Linked DNA regions of Macaca mulatta: region 2 is linked to region 1. A link is a contact called in public Hi-C data. All regions are on one chromosome and are shown on one strand. Each heading gives the region's core, a stretch centred on a gene start, on an enhancer-like site or on the middle of the called end of the contact. The rest is flanking DNA. Distances are from core to core; before and after follow the strand shown.

Region 1 (5,804 bases), core at 888-3,387:
GCCCTCAAGTCCTGTTGTGTTCATGGTGACTCACCTGCAGAGTCCTGTGGAAAGAAGTAAGTGGCATGAGACTGGGTGCGGTGGCTCACTCCCAGCACTTTGGGAGGCCGAGGTGGGCAGGTCACCTGAGGTCAGGAGTTCGAGACCAGCCTGGCCAACGTAATGAAACCCCATCTTTACTAAAAATACAAAAAATTAGCCAGGTGTGGTAGGGGTGCCTGTGATTCCATGGCTCAGGAGGCTGAGGCAGAAGAATCTCTTGAACCCAGGAGGCGGAGGTTGCAGTAAGCCGAGATCGCCCCACTGCACTCCAGCCTCGGCAACAAGAGTGAATCTCCATCTCAAAAAAAAAAAAAAAAAAGTAAATGCCATGAAGTCACCCCCCTTGTCTTGTTCCCAAACCTGTCCCTTCTGATCTCAACCTTTTCACCTTCAGTCAGGACATGGGGAAATCCCATGACCTCTGAGCCTGTTTCCTCAACTATAAACTGGTAACAACCACTCATATATATATATTTTTTGAGATGGAGTTTTGCTCTTATTGCCCAGGCTGGAGTGCAATGGCTCAATCTTGGCTCACCGCTACCTCTGCCTCCCAGGTTCAAGCGATTCTCCTGCCTCAGCCTCTTGAGTAGCTGGGATTACAGGCATGTGCCACCACGCCCAGCTAATTTTGTATGTTTAGTAAAGACGGGGTTTCTCCATGTTGGTCAGGCTGGTCTCTAACTCGCGACCTCAAATGATCTGCCCGCCTTGGCCTCCAAAGTGCTGGGATTACAGGCGTGAGCTGCCGCGCCCCGCCACAACAACTCATATTTTAAAAGATTGAGCTGATCCACATAAAGTGCTCAGAAAGGAACTTGTCATCTTCTCTTACAGCTGAAGAAACTTTCGTGTCTTGTAAGTTGCAAGCCAGGACTCAAACCCTGCTCTTGGGCCAACTCTGGGGCTTAACCTGACACGTTCCATTTTTGCCTTGTACCAAATTTGCTATTCATCTAGCAAAGCCTTAGCCACAGTGCCCCTCTGTTGGGCGGCCTTGTGTGATGACCCAGGGAAGCGATTGCTGGACCCCCTCAGAGCCCCTGTATCTGACAGTATTGTGGTTCCGGCTGCCTGCAGGCATAGAACCCCCGTCCCTGTCCAAGGGGTTCCCAGGGACCAGGAAAGGAGCCCTACCGTGCCTAGTAGCTCACTCCGCATCTCGCTGGTGTACCGCGCCCGTGACTGCAGATGCACCGTCTTTGTGGCGGGCACTCGCTCTCTGGCTGTGGTTGGCACACGGCCAGGGGCCAGGAACTGGTTGGCCAGTGCTTTCTCTGAGGAGGAGGTCTGCAGAAATGTGGGAAGAGAAGTCACTGGAGGGGCAGGTCCTGGGGACGAAAGTGAGCGGTGATGGGGGCTGAGGGGGAGGGGCACCCCTTCTCACCAGCTTCTCGGCTTGCAGCATCCCCTTCAGAAAATCCACCTTCCAGGAATATTCATTGATCACCTCAGAGGCCGGTTTGCTGGGAGGTAGGAAGAAGAAAAAGAAAGCCTGTCCATGGTCCCCAGCTCAGGGAAGGGTCCCAGCTGGGACAGCGGTACTGGGATGTCCCAGAATAGCCACGTGCTGATGTGAAAGCAGTAAGGCTGCCTGCACTCACCTCGCGTGGACCTTCAGGGCCTGCAACATGTCCTCCAGGGCTCCCACGTACTGGGGAGGAAAAGTGGATTGTCACCCGGGGGTCGTTCCCACGTCCTGCTCATGGGAGTGGGGGGCGGGGCCGACAAATGGGAGGGGTCAAGCGCAAAGGAGGCGGGGCCAGTGGGGGAGGGGCGGAGTCCCAGGGACGGGGGCGGAAGCTACAGGTAGACGTGGCGGGACTGACCGGAAAGGGCGCTGCCCGAGAGGCTACTGGGGCAGGGGAGTCCGGCTAGGTGGCTTCCAACCCTAGGAACCACCCCCCGGGAGTCGGACTCTACGCGGCAGTGCGAGATCCCCTCACCTTCTCCAGGCGCCACTCGTCCGGGTCCCGTTTCTCCGCTGCCATCGCCTCGCAGCGGGATAGTAGCCGCACCAGGTTCAGCTCCAGCCTCGACGCCGCCATTATCGCCCGGCCCTACCCCGCCCCTTCCGCCGGCGCCATGTTAAGAGAGGGCGGAAGTGCCTTCAAGTGGCCTTCCGGGCGGATGTTTCGCCTGCTCCCGTTCGCTGGCCCATCTTTGTTTGGAGCAGAAGTAATACCTTGTTTTGAGGCGGGGCGCTGGGCCGGGCGCGCTGCCTCAGGGCTGTAATGCCAGCATTTTAGGAGGCGGAGTTGGGAAAGGATTGCTTGAAGCCAGGAGTTCGAGGCCAGCCCGGGCAATATAGCGCGACCCTACCTCTATTTAAAAAAAAATAGGAGAGAGGGCCGGGCGCGGTGGCTCAAGCCTGTAATCCCAGCACTTTGGGAGGCCGAGACGGGTGGATCACGAGGTCAGGAGATCGAGACTATCCTGGCTAACACGGTGAAACCCCGTCTCTACTAAAAAATACAAAAAACTAGCCGGGCGAGGTGGCGGGCGCCTGTAGTCCCAGCTACTCGGGAGGCTGAGGCAGGAGAATGGCGTGAACCCGGGAGGCGGAGGTTGCAGTGAGCTGAGATCCGGCCACTGCACTCCAGCCTGGGCGACAGAGCGAGACTCCGTCTCAAAAAAAAAAAAAAAAAAAAAAAATAGGAGAGGCGCCACCCCATTCTTTCTTACTCAGGCGAATCACTTCCTTTTCTTCGAGAGCGTGTTAACCCTTCGGGAATGATAGGACGACCGGGATCTTCGGGTGTCAGACCCCCCTGCACTGTGCCCTCTTGTTCTGTTTTGCTTGCTCGAAGTACCTCCCCCCACCCCACTACTACCTGGATTCTTCCCAGTCGGAGCTGTTTCACCTCCGCGGGCCCTTCCCGATTTCTCTTGTAGGAGGGGCTCTAGCCTGGAATTCAGGAATCCAAGGCTTCCCCCACCTCAGCGGGGCTCATCTGTATTGTGGTTATGAGCTTCCAGGTCACAGCTCCAGCTCTGATTCCATCCCCGGCCCTGGGCGAGTTTAACTTTTCTTGATCCGTTTCTTCCCCCGGGAAATGTACAGTGTGACAGTACCTGCCTCAAGGGTGATATGGGGCAGCTCTGCCTCAGAGTGAGCAAGGTGGGGCTGGGTCCCCCCTAACGCCCAGACCCCCGTGGAGAGAACCCCTTCCCAGCCCACCTCATTACCTGGAAGCTGAGTACCCCTATGCCTGCAGTGCCACGCTTCTGGAGTGAGAGGATGAGGGTGGGGGCTTCACAGGGACCAGGGCCTGGCATGCAGCCCTCATGTTTTCCCATACCTTAGATCATCTGTACCTTGGTCACACCAGTGGGCCTGATGTCCTTGAAAAATACCATAGACGGATGGGCGCAGTGGCTCACGCCTGTAATCCCAGCACTTAGGGAGGCTGAGGCAGGTGATCAACTGAGGTCAGGAGTTTGAGACCAGCCTGGCCAACATGGTGAAACCCCGTCTCTACTAAAAATACAAAAATTAGCTGGGTGTGATGGTGGGTGCCTGTGATCCCAGCTACTTGGGAAGCTGAGGCAGGCAAATCGCTTGAATCCAGGAGGCAGATGTTGCAGTGAGCCAAGATTGCGCCATTGCACTCCAGCTTGGGCAACAGAGCAAGAATCCATCTCAAAAAAAAAAAAAAAAAAAGAAAAAAAAAAAAGAAAAATACAATGGAGGGCTGGGTGTGGTGGCTCATGCCTGCAATCCCAGCACTTTGGGAGGGTGAGGTGGGTGGATCACTGGAGGTCAGGAGTTTGGAGCAGCCTGGCCAACATGGTGAAACCCTGTTTATCAAAAAATACAAAAATTAGCCAGGTGTGGTGGTGCACACCTGTAATCTCAGCTACTCGGGAGGCTGAGGCAGGAGAATCGCTTTGGGAGGTGGAGGCTGCAGTGGGCTGAGATCGTGCGAACTGCACTCCCGCCTGGGCGACAGAGACCATGTTTCAAAAAAACAAACAAAAAAACCCCACAACCATGGAGACCAAACCCAGGGCCCATCAAAGGGGCCTCTAGAGGCTGGCAGGGCAGAGTCTAAATCCCAGCCATGCCCCTCCCAGCTGTGTGGCCTTGGACAAGCCCCTCAAACCTCTGGCATGTGCAGTCTGGACTTGGGTTCTTCAGGGCCCCCGAACCAACACCAGCCAGCCAGTGCCCACAACTCCCATTTGATGGCAGCCTGGGAGCCCATCTGTTCCTGTCCTGCTGGGCCCACAGGGAACTGGCTACCTCTGATGGATGGGTGGTGGCTGCAGCTGACATTTAGGCTCCAGAGACTGGGCATTGAAACAGGGAGGCCAGAGAGGCTCCCAAGGACAGCAGGTGCTCCTTGCCAAGTGAGGCTCTGCTGGGAGCTCCATTTGCTGGAGGGTCAAGACAGATCTTTGAGGACAGTGTTCCACCATCCCCTGCACCCTTCTTGGCTGAGGCCACAGGGCAGACCCCCACCCCCTGGCCCTGCTCTTCCAAGCCCGATCCCACATGAGCAGGCATCCCAGGCACACACTTCTCAGGCACTTTTTATTTCACGCCGTGCGGAGGGCCCTTTGTCCCAGATTTGTGGCCATGTGTCCAGGTGTCTGGGGGAGTGGGCCAAGCCTGAGAGAGGAGGGCCCTGCTCCAGAGATCCCCAGGTTGTCCCTGTTGACCTGTAGGGAGGTCTGACTTCAGGCATTGCCCTCCTGGTCCGTGAGCAGTCCTGAGTCACTGGCTCCTGTTCTGTCACATGGGGTGGGTAGTGCCAAGAGCAGCCAGCCTCCTGCAGCCCTTGGCGTCCGGAAGAGTGACAGCCACATTCAAGTCTCCCTGGCATGTGAGGTCTGTGGTGCCCCTGACTCATGTCCTGGCTCCAGCCAATAGCCTAGACCCCCATAGAAGGTTCCAGCACGTCCTCACATGCACATTGGCCAGGTGGCTGTCCCCCGGAGACATGTGTCAGACGGGCACGGGTCAGGTGGCCCAAGTGTCCAAAACTCTCATGGAGGGTCCCAGCCCACTGGCCACCCCAAGCCAACCATAGCAGGGGTCTGAGCCTCAGACGCACAGGGGCCTAGTGGCCTCCGCTCTGACAGCTCAAGTCCAGGTTATAAGGGAGACGGGCAGCGTTAATAGAAAACTTTGTACATACACATATAAAAAACCATTTGGTCTTCCATTAAGGCTGTTACAGTTTAAAGTTACGTAAACCACGTACAAAGAAACGGTTAAACGTACAAAAGGGGAGTGGGGAGATGTGAGGCTGCAGGCGGAGATGTGGCGCTCCCCGCAGGTGCGTCGGTGATTTGGGGGCTGGGTGCGAGGGGGGCCTGGCTCCAGCCGGCCTCTCCCTGCCTTGACTCTGCACTTGGGGCCGGTGCCCACCTCACGTCGCTCTTGAGCTTTTGATTCTGGATCCTTCTCTGAGGGCCGAACACTAGCTCTGCAGCTCTGGCGCCCAGCTCCAGTGCAGGGGCCGTCCTCGGACATGCAGACTTTGTCAGCTGTGGCCCTCAGCCATTGGCCTGGCCCGAGGCGGGGGGCAGGCAGTACTTTGGGGGGTCCGAGTACCTTCGCTTGGCCCCAGGTGGCTGGCCATCCTCTTCTAGGGGCTCCAGGGCGCCCTGCGTTGGCAGGTGTACCCCGGGCGTGATGTACACGGAATGTACCTGGTCCGGGCGGCGGGCAGGTGGCTCCCGGCGCCGCACTGGGGCAGCCACCTCCCGGGCACCCGGTGCCCAGCAAGGCAGGTGGGAGGGCAGGCCTGGTG
Region 2 (6,240 bases), core at 2,087-4,586, 72 kb before region 1:
CACTTTGGGAGGCCAAGGCGGGAGGATCACTTGAGGCCGGGAGTTTGAGAACAGCCTGGCCAACATGGTGAAACCCCATATCTACTAAAATTACAAAAAAAAATTAGCTAGGCATGGTGGCACATGCCTGTAATCCCAACTACTTGGGAGGATGAGGTACAAGAATCGCTTGAACCCAGGAGGCAGAGGTTGCAGTGAGCCAAGATTGCACTACTACATTCCAGCCTGGGTGAAAGTGTGAGACTCTGCCTCAAAAAAAAAAAAAGGAAAAAAAAGAGGCTGGTGTGGTGGCTCACACCTGTAATTCCAGCATTTTAGGAGGCCAGGGTGGGCGGATCACCTAAGATCAGGAGTTCAAGACCAGCCTGGCCAACATGTTTAAACCTCGTCTCTACCAAAAATACAAATATCAGCCGGGTGTGGTGGCGGGTGCCTGTAATCCCGGCTACTTGAGAGGCTGAGACAAGAGGATTGTTTGAACCCAGAAGGTGGAGGTTGCAGTGAGCTGAGACGGCACCATTGTACTCCAGCCTTGGCAACAAGAATGAAACTCCGTCTTGAAAAAGAAGAAGAAGCTGATGATTAGAGAGGGCCAGTCCCTTTCTTAAGGGTACACAGCGAATAAAAACCAATCCCCAAATTTTCTAGCTTCCATTTCTGGGGCTTTCCTGCCCTAAGTACCTGGGGTCCAGCAGCAAATATGTGAAGCTAGACTTCACCACCCCCTCCCGCCACCTCCTGGCGGGATCTGGCTGCTCAAACTGCTGGGCCAGCGCGTCTTCATCTGCCTGGACATCTGGAATACAGCCTGTCCGCAGGGCTGCAGCCAGTTCTAGGCTGTGCCCTGAAAACTCTGGGCCTGGAAGTCAAGGGAGATGGAGGAAGGGATGATTCTGAGATGGGGAGGGAAGTGGGGCAGAGAGCTGGGGTTCTCTGGGAGATTCCTGGAGGCTCCCTGGATTCCACGTGCCCTGGGGAGACTAACCAGGGGCAATCTGGGCTTCTTTCAGCCGCTGGAGGTAGAATCGCCGGGTGAAGGGTGTGACAGGGCCAGGATTCTCACCAAGCGCTCGGAGCCCCTGCAGCAACTCCAAGTCAGACACAATGGAGACTGGCGGGTGCTGGCAACAGCCGACAGGGTCCCTGCCACCTGTAGAGCTTGCCTCATCCTCTGTCAGCCAGAGCGTGGCCATGTCACTATCAATGGATGTCTGGTGCTCCCACAGGCCGTGGCAGTCAGAAGCTCCAGGGGGTGGTGTCTGTGGGGGGCTGTGAGCTGGACTCCTGTCTAGGAGAGGCATGGAGGAAGGGGAGGACTGGAAGCCAGCAGCATTTGGTGGGGTCAGAGTCAGGGCCTGCAGACGGGCATTCAGTTCTGCCTCCGTGCCCTGAGACCTAGGTACCCTCTGGGTGGCATGGACAACATGCAGAAGTGCCTGCCTGGTCGGTGGCAATGACCCAGCCCAGGGGGGAGTGTCCAAGGCTGGGTCCTCAGCTCCAGAGACCTCAACCGCTGTGATGAAAGAGGCATCTGAGCTGTAATCCCAGTGCCCTGGAGGGGACGCTGAGCTCCCATCTTTGTCCACAATTTCAAGGGGAACAGGGAGGCTGGGGGGTCCTGGGTCAGCCTCCAAGCCCATGTCCCTGTTGTCACCTCTGCATGGCTGCGTTTGGAGTGCTATGGAGTCCAGCATCTCATCAGGAGATCCAGCGAGGCCTGGAGCTGCAGGTGAGAGTGGGGGTCAGAGAGGAGAGGAGGAGGGATGAGACAGCGATGGGAATAAGATCAGACATAAAAAGGAGATAGGAATGTCTGAGGCCGAAAAAGCTGGCCACAGAGAGTGGACGTAAGACAGAACCAATAGGCGGGGTGGGGGAGACAGTGGATGCCAGGGACTGGTCCAGAAGTCAAGCCCCAGCAGCCCTGCAGGCCCTACTCACTGCCAGGTGCAGCCCCGGGCTCCTGGGTCTCTGCCCCGATCCGGGTCCGGGTCCTGGTCCGCGTGTCGAGATCTTGCAGGACTCGCGCACACTCCAGGTGCCCCTGCTGCAGGGCCAGGTCCAGCGGCCGGAGTCCGTCCTACAGGGGCGCGGTCAGCAGGGGGCGCTCGAGGCCCTCTTACCTTCTTTCCCTCCCTCCCTCCCTCTGGGCTCGCCCAGCCTTTCTTTGCCCGCGCAGTGCCTCCCAACCTGGTCGCGCAGCGCCGGGTTTGCTCCTTGGCTCAGCAGCAGCTCCAGGCCGCGGCGGCAGCCCCAGGCAGCGGCCACATGCAGCGGCGTCAATGCCTCGACAGATCTGGGGCGGCAGCGCAAGAGGGGTCATTGCGGACTCAGCCTCCCGGCAGGAACCCCGATCTCCGCTCTGGGGACCGGGAGCCTTTGTTCTCGGCCCCCTGATCTCCACTGTCCACCCTGGGACACTGCCCTTGGAACCTAGATGCTATGACCTCAGGCCAGGACCCAAACCTCTCCCGTCTGACCCTGGAGGCTCCACCACAAGATCCAAACCCTTGGTCCTAGCGCAGCCCCATTCCCCGCCCTCGGTCTGGGGCCCCAGCGCCTCCCTCGAGCCCTAGCCCCTGCCCTTAGACCCCCAAGTTCCCTCCCCAAGACTCCCCCAAACCCCACCCTCGGGCTCCGAGGCCCTGGCCCGGGATGGTGGGGCGCCCCTTCCCGGATTCCCAGACTTCGGCTTGGGGAGACCCCGCCCCGGACCCAGGCTCTACCTTACCGAGCGTTGGGGTCCCCGCCTTGGCGCAGTAGGGCCCCGAGGCAACGCAGGCCGCGCGGGTGCCGGGCTCCGGCAGCCAAGTGCACAGCAGCTGCGCCATCCTCCAGCACCAAATTAGGGTCCGCGCCGCAGCGCAGCAGCTCCTCTACCGCCCTGCAAACACCGGGGTCAGAGTGGACTCGGGTCAAAGACCCCCACTCCTGGCCCGCCCCCGGCCCCGCCCTCACCACGGCTCCTCCTCCCGCAGCGCCGCCCGCAACCTGCGAGCCAGGAGGGCCTCGGAGCACATGCCCTGGTGGGGTCCGAAGCGCACCGCCTGTCGGGTCGATTTCCTACTTCCCGCGGCTGACTTGTGGGCATGCGCCGCTCCGCCCCTCGGCTCATGGGGACCCTCTCCGGGGCTGAGCAGGGTTCCCAGCCAGGCTGCCCCGCGTCGCACCGGGGTCCACATCGGGGTTCGAGAGCTTTGGTGTTCGCAGAGGCCCGTGACACCCGGAGGCGCTCAAGCAGGGCTGGGACCGCCGATAAGAGCCCGGGCGGGAGGATGCCACCGGGTGTGCCACTATCTCATTTAAAAACGGGAAACGCAGAGGCACCCGCCTCGAGTGGGTGGAGCTACGATTAGGAAAGTCCGGGGTGCCCCAGGTCTTTAAGTCTCAGGGAATCTTCTGCAAGGGTGGCCTCTGAGAGGGCGCACGGCCTTATGAGAGGCTTAGGCCAGGCACCGTGGCTCACACCTGTAATCCCAGCACTTCGGGAGGCCCAGGCAGGAGGGTTGCTTGAGCTCTGGAGTTCGAGATCAGCCTGGGCAACTTGGATAAATCCTGTCCCTACAAAAAATACAAAAAACTAGCCGGGCGTGGTGGCTTGCGCCTGTGGTCCCAGCTACTTGGGAGGCTAAGTTGGTAGAATCTCCTAAGCCCGGAAGTTCGAGGATGCAGTGAGCCATGATCACACCACTGCACTCCAGCCTGGGCAACACAGCAAAACTCTGTCTCAGAAAATAAACAAGTAAATGAATACATACATACATACATACATAAAATAGAGGCTTCAATTTCCAACCCCCAGGCCGAGGGCCCGGCTCAGGCCTTTAATCATAGTGCTTTGGGAGGCTGAGGCGGGAGGATCGCTTGAGGCTACTAGTTTGTTGTTATTTTTCCTTTCTTTTTGTGAGTGCAGGAGTTTGAGACCAGCCTCGGCAACAGAGTGAGGCCATGTCTGTTTGTTTTTTGTTGTTGTTGTTGTTGTTGTTGTTTTTGAAACAGATCTTACTCGGTTGCCCAGGCTGGAGTGCAGTGGCGCAATCTGGGCTCACTGCAATATTTGCCTCCCGGGTTCAAGTTATTCTCCTGCCTCAGCCTCCTGAGTAGCTGGGATTACAGGCATGTGCCACCACGCTCGGCTTATTTTTGTATTTTCAGTAGAGATGGGGTTTCACCATGTTGGCCAGGCTGGCCTCGAGCTCCTGACCTCAGGTGATCTGCCTGCCTCAGCCTCCCAAACTGCTGGGATTACAGGCAGAGACCTTGTCTTTATTATTTATTTATTATTATTATTATTATTATTATTATTTTTTTTTTTTTTTGAGACGGAGTCTCGCTCTGTCGCCCAGGCTGGAGTGCAGTGGCGCGATCTCGGCTCACTGCAAGCTCCGCCTCCCGGGTTCACGCCATTCTCCTGCCTCAGCCTCCCGAGTAGCTGGGACTACAGGCGCCCACAACCGCGCCCGGCTAATTTTTTGTATTTTTAGTAGAGACGGGGTTTCACCGTGTTAGCCAGGATGGTCTCGATCTCCTGACCTTGTGATCCGCCCGCCTCGGCCTCCCAAAGCCCTGGGATTACAGGCGTGAGCCACCGCGCCCGGCCTATTTATTATTATTATTTTTTTTTTGAGACGGAGTTTTGCTCTTGTTGCCCAGGCTGGAGTGCAGTGGTGTGATCTCAGCTCACTGCAACCTCCTCCTCCCGGGTTCAAGCGATTCTCCTGCCTCAGCCTCCCCAGTAGCTGTGATTACAGGCATGCACCATCATGCCTGGCTAATTTTTGTATTTTTAGTAAAGACAGGGTTTCACCATGTTGGTCAGGCTGGTCTTGAATTCCTGACTTTGTGATCCGCCCGCCTCGGTCTCCCAAAGTGCTGAGATTACAGCCATGAGCCACCACACCTGGCCAAGACCCTGTCTTTAAAAACAATCTTTTTAAAAATTTCCAGCCCTCGTTCTGTGTTGCCCATTTTCAATCCAGCGCAACTAGGACTTCAGTATTTTGGAGGGCTGGACCTCTGAGTCTTAGGTGTCCCATCTGCAAAATATGAGAATCCTAACGAAGTTGATGCGGGGATTGAACAGGGGCTTAGGCACAAGGGTCTGACACACACACAATAGGTTCCCGAAAAATGTTCATAGGGAAAAGCAGTCACTCAATAAAGCTATTTGTGTTTACTTTTGAGATAGGGTCTTGCTCTGTCGCCCAGGCTGGAGTGCAGTGGTGCGATGACAGCTCACTGCAGCCTTGACCTCCTAGGCTCAAGTGATCCTCCCACTTCAGCCTCCCAAGTAGCTGGGAATCACAGGCGTGAGTTACCAAGCCTGGCTAATTTTTGCATTTCCTGTAGAAACAGGAAATGTTGCTATGTTGTCCAGGGTGGTCTTGAACTCCTGGCCTCAAGCAACCCTCCTATCATGGCCTCACTACTGCTGATGGAGCTGTTAAACCTCCCCCTTAGGGACGTATGATCCAGGCCTGGCTGATCAGAACACCATACAACTCTGGAACATGACTAGCTCTTAATTGTAGGTCATGTAACCCCCCAGGGAAGTCCAGTCATATCTAGGTGCTGAGAGAACTCTGCCTTGACCTGGGTTGGGGTCTGGGGAGTGGTTGGAGCCATCATATACCTTTCGATTTGTTGGGGGGTAAGCGGGGCACACTGACTGGCAACCATGTAGTACCCTCCCCAATGGCAATGTTGTCCTGGCACCTGGATATAGCCAAACCTGAAGCTGTTGTCTTGGCTTTTTCATCTTTTTTATTTTTGAACTTTTCATTTTTATTTGAGAAAAGCTCTCGCTCTGTCACCAGGCTGGAGTACAGTGGTGCGATCTCAACTCGCTGCAACCTCTGCGTCCCAGGGGCTTTTTCATCCACAAGAAAGCAGCCACTCACCTTTGCTCAGTGGCTAAGTTTTCCGTCACTTGCAATGAAGGTGATCCCAATTAACGCAAAGTGATTGGTGTGGACTTCGGTTAACGAGTCTCAAATTTTTATTTTGATGGCAAAAATCACACAGGGAAGAACAAAAATTATCCATGACAAACTAGGAGTGGAAATGGGCTGGGAAACACGGAAGATGGGTGCCCACAGTTCCTGGGATCCCTCCTGGAATCCTGGGTTTCCCTCCTAGGACCCCACAAGGTACCCTAGGTGCCTCCTGGAACCCCCTGACCCCAGAGGTCCCAAGGAACCCAGTATGAGAACCAAGGCTTTAGGCCAAGGACTTCCTTGC

Evidence for each region. Hi-C and Micro-C count contacts between places; a contact is called where the count stands out from the background.
Region 2: a Hi-C map of fetal cortex germinal zone shows a contact between it and region 1, with 2.2 times the contacts expected there. The contact joins the promoter of ANKLE1 here to the promoter of USE1 in region 1. A contact is called at or near these places in 2 of 14 Hi-C or Micro-C datasets (fetal cortex germinal zone and liver).

Annotation. Positions count from the first base shown.
Region 1 is chr19:17,693,464-17,699,267 of T2T-MMU8v2.0, reverse strand. USE1 (unconventional SNARE in the ER 1) reads right to left here and starts at 2,137. Exons shown (of 8, transcript NM_001257921.1): 1 at 1,989-2,137; 2 at 1,647-1,696; 3 at 1,430-1,508; 4 at 1,180-1,332; 5 at 35-44. The coding sequence starts at 2,090. MYO9B (myosin IXB) reads right to left here. Exons shown (of 40, transcript XM_077978240.1): 40 at 4,566-5,804.
Region 2 is chr19:17,766,480-17,772,719 of T2T-MMU8v2.0, reverse strand. ANKLE1 (ankyrin repeat and LEM domain containing 1) reads right to left here and starts at 3,336. Exons shown (of 11, transcript XM_077978275.1): 1 at 2,959-3,336; 2 at 2,732-2,884; 3 at 2,191-2,296; 4 at 1,942-2,080; 5 at 986-1,723; 6 at 682-859. The coding sequence starts at 3,182. All of the region lies in intron 1 of DDA1 (DET1 and DDB1 associated 1), which reads right to left. BABAM1 (BRISC and BRCA1 A complex member 1) reads right to left here. Exons shown (of 9, transcript NM_001194597.2): 9 at 5,965-6,240.